3 separate regions of the Sus scrofa genome follow, and regions 2 and 3 are each linked to region 1. Evidence: chromatin contacts called from public HiChIP or PLAC-seq data. All regions are on one chromosome and are shown on one strand. The core of a region is the stretch at or near the end of the contact, and the rest is flanking DNA. Distances in the headings are between cores, read along the strand shown. Region 1 overlaps IQGAP1 (ras GTPase-activating-like protein IQGAP1). Region 2 overlaps MAN2A2 (alpha-mannosidase 2x). Region 3 overlaps FES (tyrosine-protein kinase Fes/Fps).

Evidence for each region. HiChIP or PLAC-seq counts read pairs in DNA pulled down with a chosen protein or histone mark.
Region 2: an H3K27ac HiChIP or PLAC-seq map of alveolar macrophages shows a contact between it and region 1. The contact joins two enhancer-like sites. A contact is called at or near these places in 2 of 2 datasets of contacts at active chromatin or transcription factors (alveolar macrophages and skeletal muscle).
Region 3: a contact with region 1 is called in an H3K27ac HiChIP or PLAC-seq map of alveolar macrophages. The contact joins two enhancer-like sites. A contact is called at or near these places in 4 of 47 Hi-C or Micro-C datasets (embryonic fibroblasts, retroperitoneal adipose tissue and subcutaneous adipose tissue) and 2 of 2 datasets of contacts at active chromatin or transcription factors (alveolar macrophages and skeletal muscle).

Annotation. Positions count from the first base shown.
Region 1 is chr7:53,127,264-53,130,174 of Sscrofa11.1, forward strand. It overlaps IQGAP1 (ras GTPase-activating-like protein IQGAP1), which reads left to right. Exons shown (of 38, transcript XM_021098910.1): 38 at 1,086-2,701. The coding sequence ends at 1,199. Among named protein-coding and RNA genes, the nearest start is that of CRTC3, 18 kb to the right of the region's middle. Within about 2 kb of position 1,473, at least 1 of the 83 cell types and tissues checked has an H3K27ac peak or open chromatin away from gene starts, as enhancers often do. A contact at or near this core is called in alveolar macrophages, where this site is marked.
Region 2 is chr7:53,505,613-53,508,523 of Sscrofa11.1, forward strand. MAN2A2 (alpha-mannosidase 2x) reads left to right here. Exons shown (of 24, transcript XM_001929378.5): 10 at 1,563-1,740; 11 at 2,051-2,253; 12 at 2,459-2,641; 13 at 2,814-2,911. Among named protein-coding and RNA genes, the nearest start is that of MAN2A2, 8.2 kb to the left of the region's middle. Within about 2 kb of position 1,404, at least 4 of the 83 cell types and tissues checked have an H3K27ac peak or open chromatin away from gene starts, as enhancers often do. A contact at or near this core is called in alveolar macrophages, where this site is marked.
Region 3 is chr7:53,484,593-53,487,503 of Sscrofa11.1, forward strand. FES (tyrosine-protein kinase Fes/Fps) reads left to right here. Exons shown (of 19, transcript XM_001929355.4): 19 at 129-492. The coding sequence ends at 271. Among named protein-coding and RNA genes, the nearest start is that of MAN2A2, 13 kb to the right of the region's middle. Within about 2 kb of position 1,544, at least 8 of the 83 cell types and tissues checked have an H3K27ac peak or open chromatin away from gene starts, as enhancers often do. A contact at or near this core is called in alveolar macrophages, where this site is marked.

The DNA.
Region 1 (2,911 bases), core at 223-2,722:
TTCTCCTTCGCCTCCCTAGCCTCTAGAGACAGCCTTTGCCTCCCTAGCCTCTAGAGACAGCCTCCGTTCACCATCAGTGTGGGCTTGTTTTCCTCTCAGCTTCCAAACTACAAGCTCCTTAAGGACAGGTAGTATTTCTTTGTTTCCTTCTCAATGCCTAGTAGATCCTCAAAACACGGATGTAAAATGATTGTGTGATGCACATGGCTAACTCAAGTCCTCACCCAGAAAGGATCCTATTATTCTTTCGATTTCACCAGATTTGTGAGGCCCTGTACAGTCTGCCTCAGGTAGCATGTTTCTCCACGCACAAATTCATTAACTCTGGACTGACTGCCAGGTGCAAGGTGTGATGTAAGGCCCAGGTGATACACCAGGGTCCTTGTCCTCATGGAGCTGCTAGGATTTTTCCAAAAGATGAATCAGTTGACCTTTGGGGATCCCTTCAAGCCCTTTGACTCTTGCTTTCTCATCACTTCTCTTCCAGAGTTTAGGGGTGAGACCACTCAGATTGCCTCAGTTTGTTCTGGGTGGCAGGGAAAGCAGGGCCTTTGCAGTCAGATCCAGATTCACTACATCCATTTGTGAACTGTTGGGCAGGTCTTTTAATATCTCAGAGCCTCAGTTGCCTCGTCTTTAAATTTGGCATAAACACACCCTGTAGGATTTTTGACAGGACTTAAAAAGACACTATATAAGGTGCTTCCACATTGTGGAGCACATAGCAGGCACCTAAAAAAAGTTTCTCCTCTCCTTCCCCTTGCGTTCAGAATATAAACGCTTTCTCATTTGAAATAGAAATTAATACTCCAGTAGACAGTGCTGAGACAGCATTACTGGCCTCGTCTTGTTTTCGGTGGTTAGTGTATTTCCTCACGGATCGAAATGTCTCACCTTGTCCAGGTGACATATCACTTAGCCTGGGCAGTGGGCAGGCAGTCCACAGCTGGGGCCTTGTCTCTCACCCCGGTGCACATCTGGCACACCGGGCCTGCCTCATTCCTCCTGCATCCCTCTCTACATCATGTCTTTCCTTTTCTTGCGGCACAGACCTGATTAACCATCAGAATGTTTTTTTGGAACAGGACCTGCTGCAGCTACAGTATGAAGGAGTTGCCGTCATGAAATTATTTGATAGAGCTAAAGTAAATGTCAACCTTCTGATCTTCCTTCTCAACAAAAAGTTCTACGGGAAGTAATCGCTCACCTGCTGCCAGCCCAGAAGGATGAAGAAAGAAGTGCCTCGTGGCTACCTTTCTAGGGTCCTTCTTTACTCCTAGGAAGCAAAGACCCAGCCCACACCAGTGCCTTGACTGGATACACCCCCAGTCCACGTGTTTAACTCTGCCCGCTGCATGGGACATTCGTTGCCCTTTTTTCATAGTGAAATTATATTTCAGGCTTAGTCTGACCCTTATTCCTTCCTTTTCTTCTGTCACTTAGGAAAGAGGGGGAATCCCCCTGACTCTCTCGTGTTGTTACAGTCATAGAGGTTGCTTTACTATATTGTAAGCTTTGGTGTTTGTTTTAATTAGCAGTAGGGATGGTGGGATTGGAATTCTTGTCATTTAGAAGTGGAAGCTATTAGCACCAGTGACCCACATACGTAGCAGACACACAATTAAAATGTCAGATTATCCTTAGTTCTAAGGTTGTCATTTAAAAGTGAAGTTCCTTTGTGTTTCTGTCCCATCGGTAAAATTGAAGGATATGGGGGGTCATTGGTTCTCTTCCATCCCGTTTTCCTTTCTGGGCAGGAGCCTAACACAAATCACGGTTCTGTGTTCAAAGAAAGCGTTTCTAGAACAGGGGAATGAATTGTTTTCCCACTCACCATTAAATTCTGGCAGCTCTGTTAGTGTAACTCTCTCATCAGTGGGTGGGAGAGTGCCCTTGAGAGAATTGAGCTATTTAGGCAGATTCGGAAAGGTCTGAGGCACCTCTTGTTCGTGGAGGCTGCGTGTTTGGGACGGTGCAGAGATTGACGAGGTTCAGGAAGACAGTCCACTCCATCCCCATGGCAAAGGAATGGGTTAGCCCTAGCATAGAATGTAATTGTTTTCAAAACTGTTTTATATCTTAAGAGTGCCTTATTAAAGTGTAGATTTATTTCTTAAAATGTGGGTGATAGGAAATTTAAAGATTTATATAATGCTGCAAAAGCCTTTAGAATACTGTAAGAAAAGGGTTTTTAAAAATTGGCTTATCTGTATATCTGAACTCTTAAAACTTTCTTATAGCCAAAACACTAGGATTTATCTGCAGGATTGCAGAGAGAGCTAATCCTGCCTTAAATAGACCGAAACAAAAACAAAACCAGCCAATGATACACTTGCTGTTAAAATCTATTTTCCCCCATTTCTTTTACTTTTCTCTTGCTGCCCACACTGTGCCTTTAGGAGCTCCAGGTTTTTGTTTTGTTTTGTTTTGTTTTGTTTTAAATTTAGTTGCAAACAATCCAGTTCTAAACATTGGACTTGGGAAGCTGTCATTCTTAGATTAAAAGTCATGTACTTTTTTTTTTTTTTTTTTTTTTAAAAACAAACCTCTTTTTATCCAGGAAAATACATTGGAATCATGCTACTGGGCCTCCATTTTCTCTGATGTTTTGGTTCAGTATTCTCTTATCTTTAAACTAACACTTAAAAAATCTACTGATGTATATTTAAAGCTAATAAACTGTTTCATTAATAACAAATCATGTGATGTGTCCCTATTACCAATGTCAATATTGGCGATGTGTTTTTCACGGGAGACTGTTTACTCCGTCAGGTCCGCGGGTGCAGATAGATGTCAGAGCTGCAGGCATCTGCACACTCCAGCAGCCCACAGGCAAGTGGAGAGGTGAGGTGTGGAGGGCCGCAGCAGGGGTCTCCGCTCCCCTGACCTTGTTTTTTGTTGTATTCTGGAA
Region 2 (2,911 bases), core at 154-2,653, 380 kb after region 1:
TCTCCTTTAAAGAAGGGTTACTAGGCTGACAAATTAAGGGAAGGTGGTATTTGAGGAGTCCTTTCTCAAGACCAAAGTGGAAAAGAACAAGCTGGACCAGCATGGTAAAGTAGATTAGCAGCTAGTTGAACTGTGACACCCATAACGAGCCAATTACCAGGCTCGTCCAAAAAGAGAAAGAGGCTTTAATGCCACAGGGCTCTGTTTTAATTTTATTGATTATATTAGTGACTTGTATGAAAAGGAAAATAATGTGTTTACATATAGGTCCTATTACATACCAGAAACTGTTTTGTTTTGTTGTTTTTTTTTTTTCCTGTCTTTTGAGGGCCACACCTGTAGCATATGGAAGTTCCCAGGCTCGGGGTCGAATCAGAGCTGTAGCCACTGGCCTCCACCAGAGACACAGCAATGCCAGATACGAGCCGTGTCTGTGACCCACACTACAGCTCAGGCAACGCCAGATCCTTAACCCACTGAGCAAGGCCAGGGATCGAACCCACAACCTCATGGTTCCTAGTTGGATTTGTTTCCGCTGCACCATGAAGGGAACTCCCAGAAACTGTTTTAAGTGTTTAACAAATATTAATTCATTCAGTTCATTTTAATTCTCATAATATTATGATGGTAGGTACTGATGTTATCCTTATTTTATAGAATCTGAGACCCAGAGAGGTTAAAACACTTGCCTGGGGTCACAGCGGGTGCATGGGAAGCTGGCATCGGGAGAGTCTGGCTGCCAAGTCCAGGCCCTTCACTCCAGAGCCGTGCCGCTTCACTAATTGGTGGCAAAACAAAACTAAGGTGTCGGGGTCAGGATCCCAAAAAACTTCGGTAAATTGGGATGTGGGTCGAATCGAACCAGATAAGATTTATTAGAGATAAACATACGGTTCTCTTCCACCAACAGAATAGGAAAGATCAGGCTGAGAAAAATCTTGCTGGGCCTCATGCACAGAAAACATGGTCACTGATGTCAGCGTGGTGGGGTGACCCTGGGGCTGCCAAACAGGCCTGTGTAGACCCCCACTGCTCCCATGGCAACTCTGGCAAGACCAGGGTTGGGGGGGGTGGCAGTGTGTGTGTGTGTGTGTGTGTCACCTGATTTCTGCCAGACTCCTGTATTCAGTGCTGAGCCCCGCTCTGGGATCCTGATGAGGGGCTCTTCGGAGAACTGCTGGTGAACGGGTTCTGCACTGCGGCATAGGGACCCAGTAGAGGAGCTGGGTGGGTAGAGGGTGATGAGAAAACACGGCGGGTGGAGCACGCTTGGCTATGCCTGCCGGTCACGGGGAAGGAAGACCGATTTGTTCTGTACGGTGTCTGAGGGCAGAGCGCGGGCCAGGCAACTGAAGCCATGCATCCAGAGGAACTCTCTAGCAGTCCAGAGGACCCCGCCCCGCCCCGCCCCGCCCCGCCCCGCCCCGCCCCGCTGTGCCCGGCTCTCCCGTCCCACATGGAGCCGCGTGACTCTGCATGGGAGGGCTTCTCTCAGTCTGGCTCTGCTCTGGATCCTGTAGTTGGAGGCTCCACCTTGGGCCTGTGCACCTCTCCACCTGCAGGGCAGGCCTGCTCCTGGACCAGTACAGGAAGAAGTCCCGGCTCTTCCGAAGCAACGTCCTCCTGGTGCCGCTGGGCGACGACTTCCGTTATGACAAGCCCCAGGAGTGGGACGCCCAGTTCTTCAACTACCAGCGGCTCTTTGACTTCCTCAACAGCAAGCCTGACCTCCACGTGCAGGTCTGAAGGGTGCTGGGCTGGGGGCCCGGGGGCCTCGGCGGTGCTGCAGCCCAGCCCTTCCCGTGAGGTTCTGTGCTCCCCATTACGGCGCCAACGCAGGGCTTTGTTCCCAACCTGTGAGCAAGGCTCAGTGTCACGCTTCTTCCCCGGGCTCCCCAGCTTCTGTGAGGTCCAGAGGGTGGGCTAGGCAGTGACCTTCCTCTGCGTAGGCAAAATCCCTGCCCCTGCCCCTGCCCCAGCTGCAGCACCAAGGGCCACGGTCCCGAAAGGCTCTGGAGCTGATGGAAGTGGGGTGTTGGCGTCCCTACAGGCTCAGTTTGGCACCCTCTCTGACTATTTTGACGCTCTCTACAAGAGGACAGGGGTGGAGCCGGGGGCCCGGCCTCCCGGTTTCCCTGTGCTGAGTGGCGATTTCTTCTCCTACGCGGACCGGGAAGACCATTACTGGACAGGCTATTACACTTCCCGGCCTTTTTACAAGGGCTTGGACCGTGTCCTGGAAGCCCACCTGCGGTGAGACCCGCCCCCTTCCAGGCTGGAGGGAGTAAAGTAAGCCTTTGGGGTTTAAACAGGGGCTGGATTGGCTTGGAAGGTACTGGAAGGGCCCGGAGACCAAGCCACGGGGAGAAAGGGGGGAAGGAAGAAGAGTGGGTCCTGCAGAGTTGGCAGGGGGCGCTGCAGAGCTGAGTGACAGGAGGCTGGCTCCTCTCTCTGGCAGGGGGGCAGAGATTCTGTACAGCCTGGCTGTCGCCCACGCCCGCCGCTCTGGACTGGCTAGCCAGTACCCGCTCTCGAACCTGGCCCTTCTGACGGAAGCTCGGCGCACACTAGGGCTCTTCCAGCACCATGATGCCATCACCGGCACCGCCAAGGAGGCAGTCGTGGTGGACTATGGGGTCAGGTGGGAGCCCTCTCTTCCCCATCGGCTCCGCGCCTCTGCCCATCATCCCCAAAAGGAGGAGGACGCGCCGGGCGGTCCGTGGGCAGGCCTGCCAAGGGCTCATCCTGCTGGCAGGTGGACAGTCTCTCGGTGGTCATCTCTCCCATGGTCCCTCTCCTGCCCGCCCTCCCAGGCTTCTGCGCTCCCTTGTCAACCTGAAGCAGGTCATCATTAACGCAGCTCACTATCTGGTGCTGGGGGACAAGGAAACCTACCACTTTGACCCTGAGG
Region 3 (2,911 bases), core at 294-2,793, 360 kb after region 1:
AAGACAAAAAAAACCCCAAAAAACATTGTGCCCAAAGCAGCTCCCATGGCTCATGGTATACCCTCAGGGGCTGCCAGGGGCCTTCACACCCCCTCCTCAGGCCTGATGGGCTGTGCCTCTCCTCACAGGGGGCCGCCTGCCCTGCCCCGAGCTGTGTCCCGATGCTGTATTCAGACTCATGGAGCAGTGCTGGGCCTACGAGCCTGGGCAGCGGCCCAACTTCAGCACCATCTACCAGGAGCTGCAGAGCATCCGAAAGCGGCACCGGTGAGGCTGGAGCCCCACTTCTCAAGCCAGTGGCCTCTGCAGGCCAGACCGTACCTCCTCACCAGCTCCAGCTCACACCATCAGACAGCTCCTTGTTGCCCTGGACTCCAGCCACTGGTATTCATGCTGCCAGCAGGGAGGCGGCTCCACGTCTGCTGGGCAGCCTGGCTCCTGCCAGGGCTTCCTCTTCCAGGCAAAAATAATAAAACCACTTGTGCCCATCAAGTGCTCTTGGCATGTGCGCTCCTCTGGAGGGCAGGTCTTAGAAGGAAGTGAGGCCCTGGACCGTGCCCGTGGGTGGGTGGGCAAGGGCAGTGTTGCAGGGCGAAACCAACATTGTTGGGTGGTTTTTGGTTGTGTGACCTGGGGAAGAGGGAGGCAGATGAGGATGAGGATATACAGGCGTCTGAGCAGATGGTGGTGTTATTTCTGAATTAGGATCGCAGGCAGAGGAGCAGAGCTGCGGGAAAGATGGTGAGATTAGAGACATTGCATGGGAGGGGACTGTGGGGAGGTAAGTGTGACAAATAGGACCAGAAGCTCGGGTGGAAGTAAAGGCTGATAACTGAGGTTTGGAAGTCCTTAGCTTATGTTGGAGTTCCCGTCGTGGCTCAGTGGTAATGAACCTGACCCGTATCCATGAGGATGCGGGTTTGATCCCTGGCCTTGCTCAGTGGGTTAAGGATCTGGTGTTGCTGTGGCCATAGCTGGCAGCTGTAGCTCTGATTCGACCCTGTAGCCTGGGAACTTCCACATGCCATGGGTACGGCCCTAAAAAAAAAAAGACAAAAAAAAAAAAAAAAAAAAAACGGAAAGGAAAGAAAGTCGTTAGCCTATAAATGTTAGCGACACTATGTGTAAACACATGGGAGCAGGAGAATAGAGGGGTGTCCAGGAAAGTCAGAGTTCCATGTAAACGGGTCTGGAGTGGCTGAAGCGAAAGAAAATGCTTCCTTTCTCTCTCGAGTTCCCACTATGCCTCGGCAGGTTAAGAACCCAACATAGTATCCATGAGGATGCAAATTCAATCCCTGGCCTTGCTCAGTGGGTTAAGGATCCGGTGTTGCCACGATGAAGGTTGCAGATGCAGCTTGGATCCCATGTTGCTGTGGCTGTGGCTGTGGTGTAGGCCGGCAGCTGCAGCTCTGACTTGACCCCTGGCCCAGGAGCTTGCATGTGCCGCAGGTTCAGCCCCCTAAAGAAAGAAAAAGACCAATTTACTGAGCAATGGGATGGCAGAGCAGGGAAGCCTCAGCTTCTGCCCTAAGTTCCCCTGAAATCTATAAAGTTCTCTGAAACTTCCAGCAGCAATGGTGAAAGTGGAGAAGCCAAAGTAGGAAACAAACTGAGAAACAGAAACCAGGAAGTATTTTTAGCACCAACGAATGAATGGTAAGATCTTTCAGGTAAAATGGCCATCCCTCAAGTATGGTCAGGAAATACCTGACACCTATTTTCAAAGAGATGAAAGAACTAAAACTTGCTTACACAAGAGTAAATCAAGTGAGAGTGTGACTAAGTAAAAATACTAAGAATTCATCTTGTACCTCCATTCGCAGTGGTAAAAAGCAGAACTGAAGAACTTCTGCTTCTGGGTAGGATGTGGTAGGTCTCTGCAGGATCCCACACCCATTGCAACAACTAGGAGGAAACATCTGATGAAAATGATAATTTTTAAAGACAGTGTTAGGTGGTGGGAGAAAGAGAGACCATATGAATTAAAATTTCAAGGAGGAGGAGTATCCTGTAATGGCGCAGTGGTTAACGAATCTGACTAGGAACCATGAGGTTGCGGGTTCGGTCCCTGACCTTGCTCAGTGGGTTAAGGATCCAGCGTTGCCGTGAGCTGTGGTGTAGGTTGCAATGTGGCTCAGATCCTGCATTGCTGTAGCTCTGGTGTAGGCTGGCAGCTACAGCTCAGATTAGACCCCTAGCCTGGGAACCTCCATATGCTGCAGGAGCAGCCCAAGAAATGGCAAAAAGATCAAAAAAAAAAAAAAAAAAAATTTCAAGGAGGAGAAAAGCCCCTCCAAGTTGAATGGTTGATGGGTGGATATTTTCTTCCCTGAGACATTTGCTGACTCCGAATGACACCTCTGGTGATGAGAATTGTCCCAGAGAGACTCTCCTTGTTGGGGGGGGGGGGGAGAAATGAACAGTGTTTGGTGCTAACAGGGACTGTGCTATGGATTGGCATCTGGAGGAACCTGAACTGCAAAGCCGGGTGTCCCCCAGGGAACATTTGCTGAGTTCTGGAGCAGTTTAGGCAACTCAGAGGGGACTGAGCTGGAAAGGCAGGTGTTTAGAGGGAGGGGGCCTGAAACAAACGATTAAGTTGATCTCCCCATCAAGGTATTAGCCAGATTTGAACCTGTGTGTTTGGGAGGCCAAAGAGCTAACCTCAAAATCTCTTTAGAACACAACTTGAAGGCGTGAAAGAGACAGACTGGCCAAGCTTTCAACCCCAAATCTTATCGAGGGCCGCGCCAAAGGGAAAGGGGCATCCAGAGGAGGACTAAGCTTTACCACAACTGTACTCCACTGCAGCTCAGCTCAGTGCTTGATCACTTCCAGGTAACTAGCTCCCCCAGGAACCCCCAGGGAGAAGTGGGGGAGAGGAATAACATAGCATAATACTTTCCCC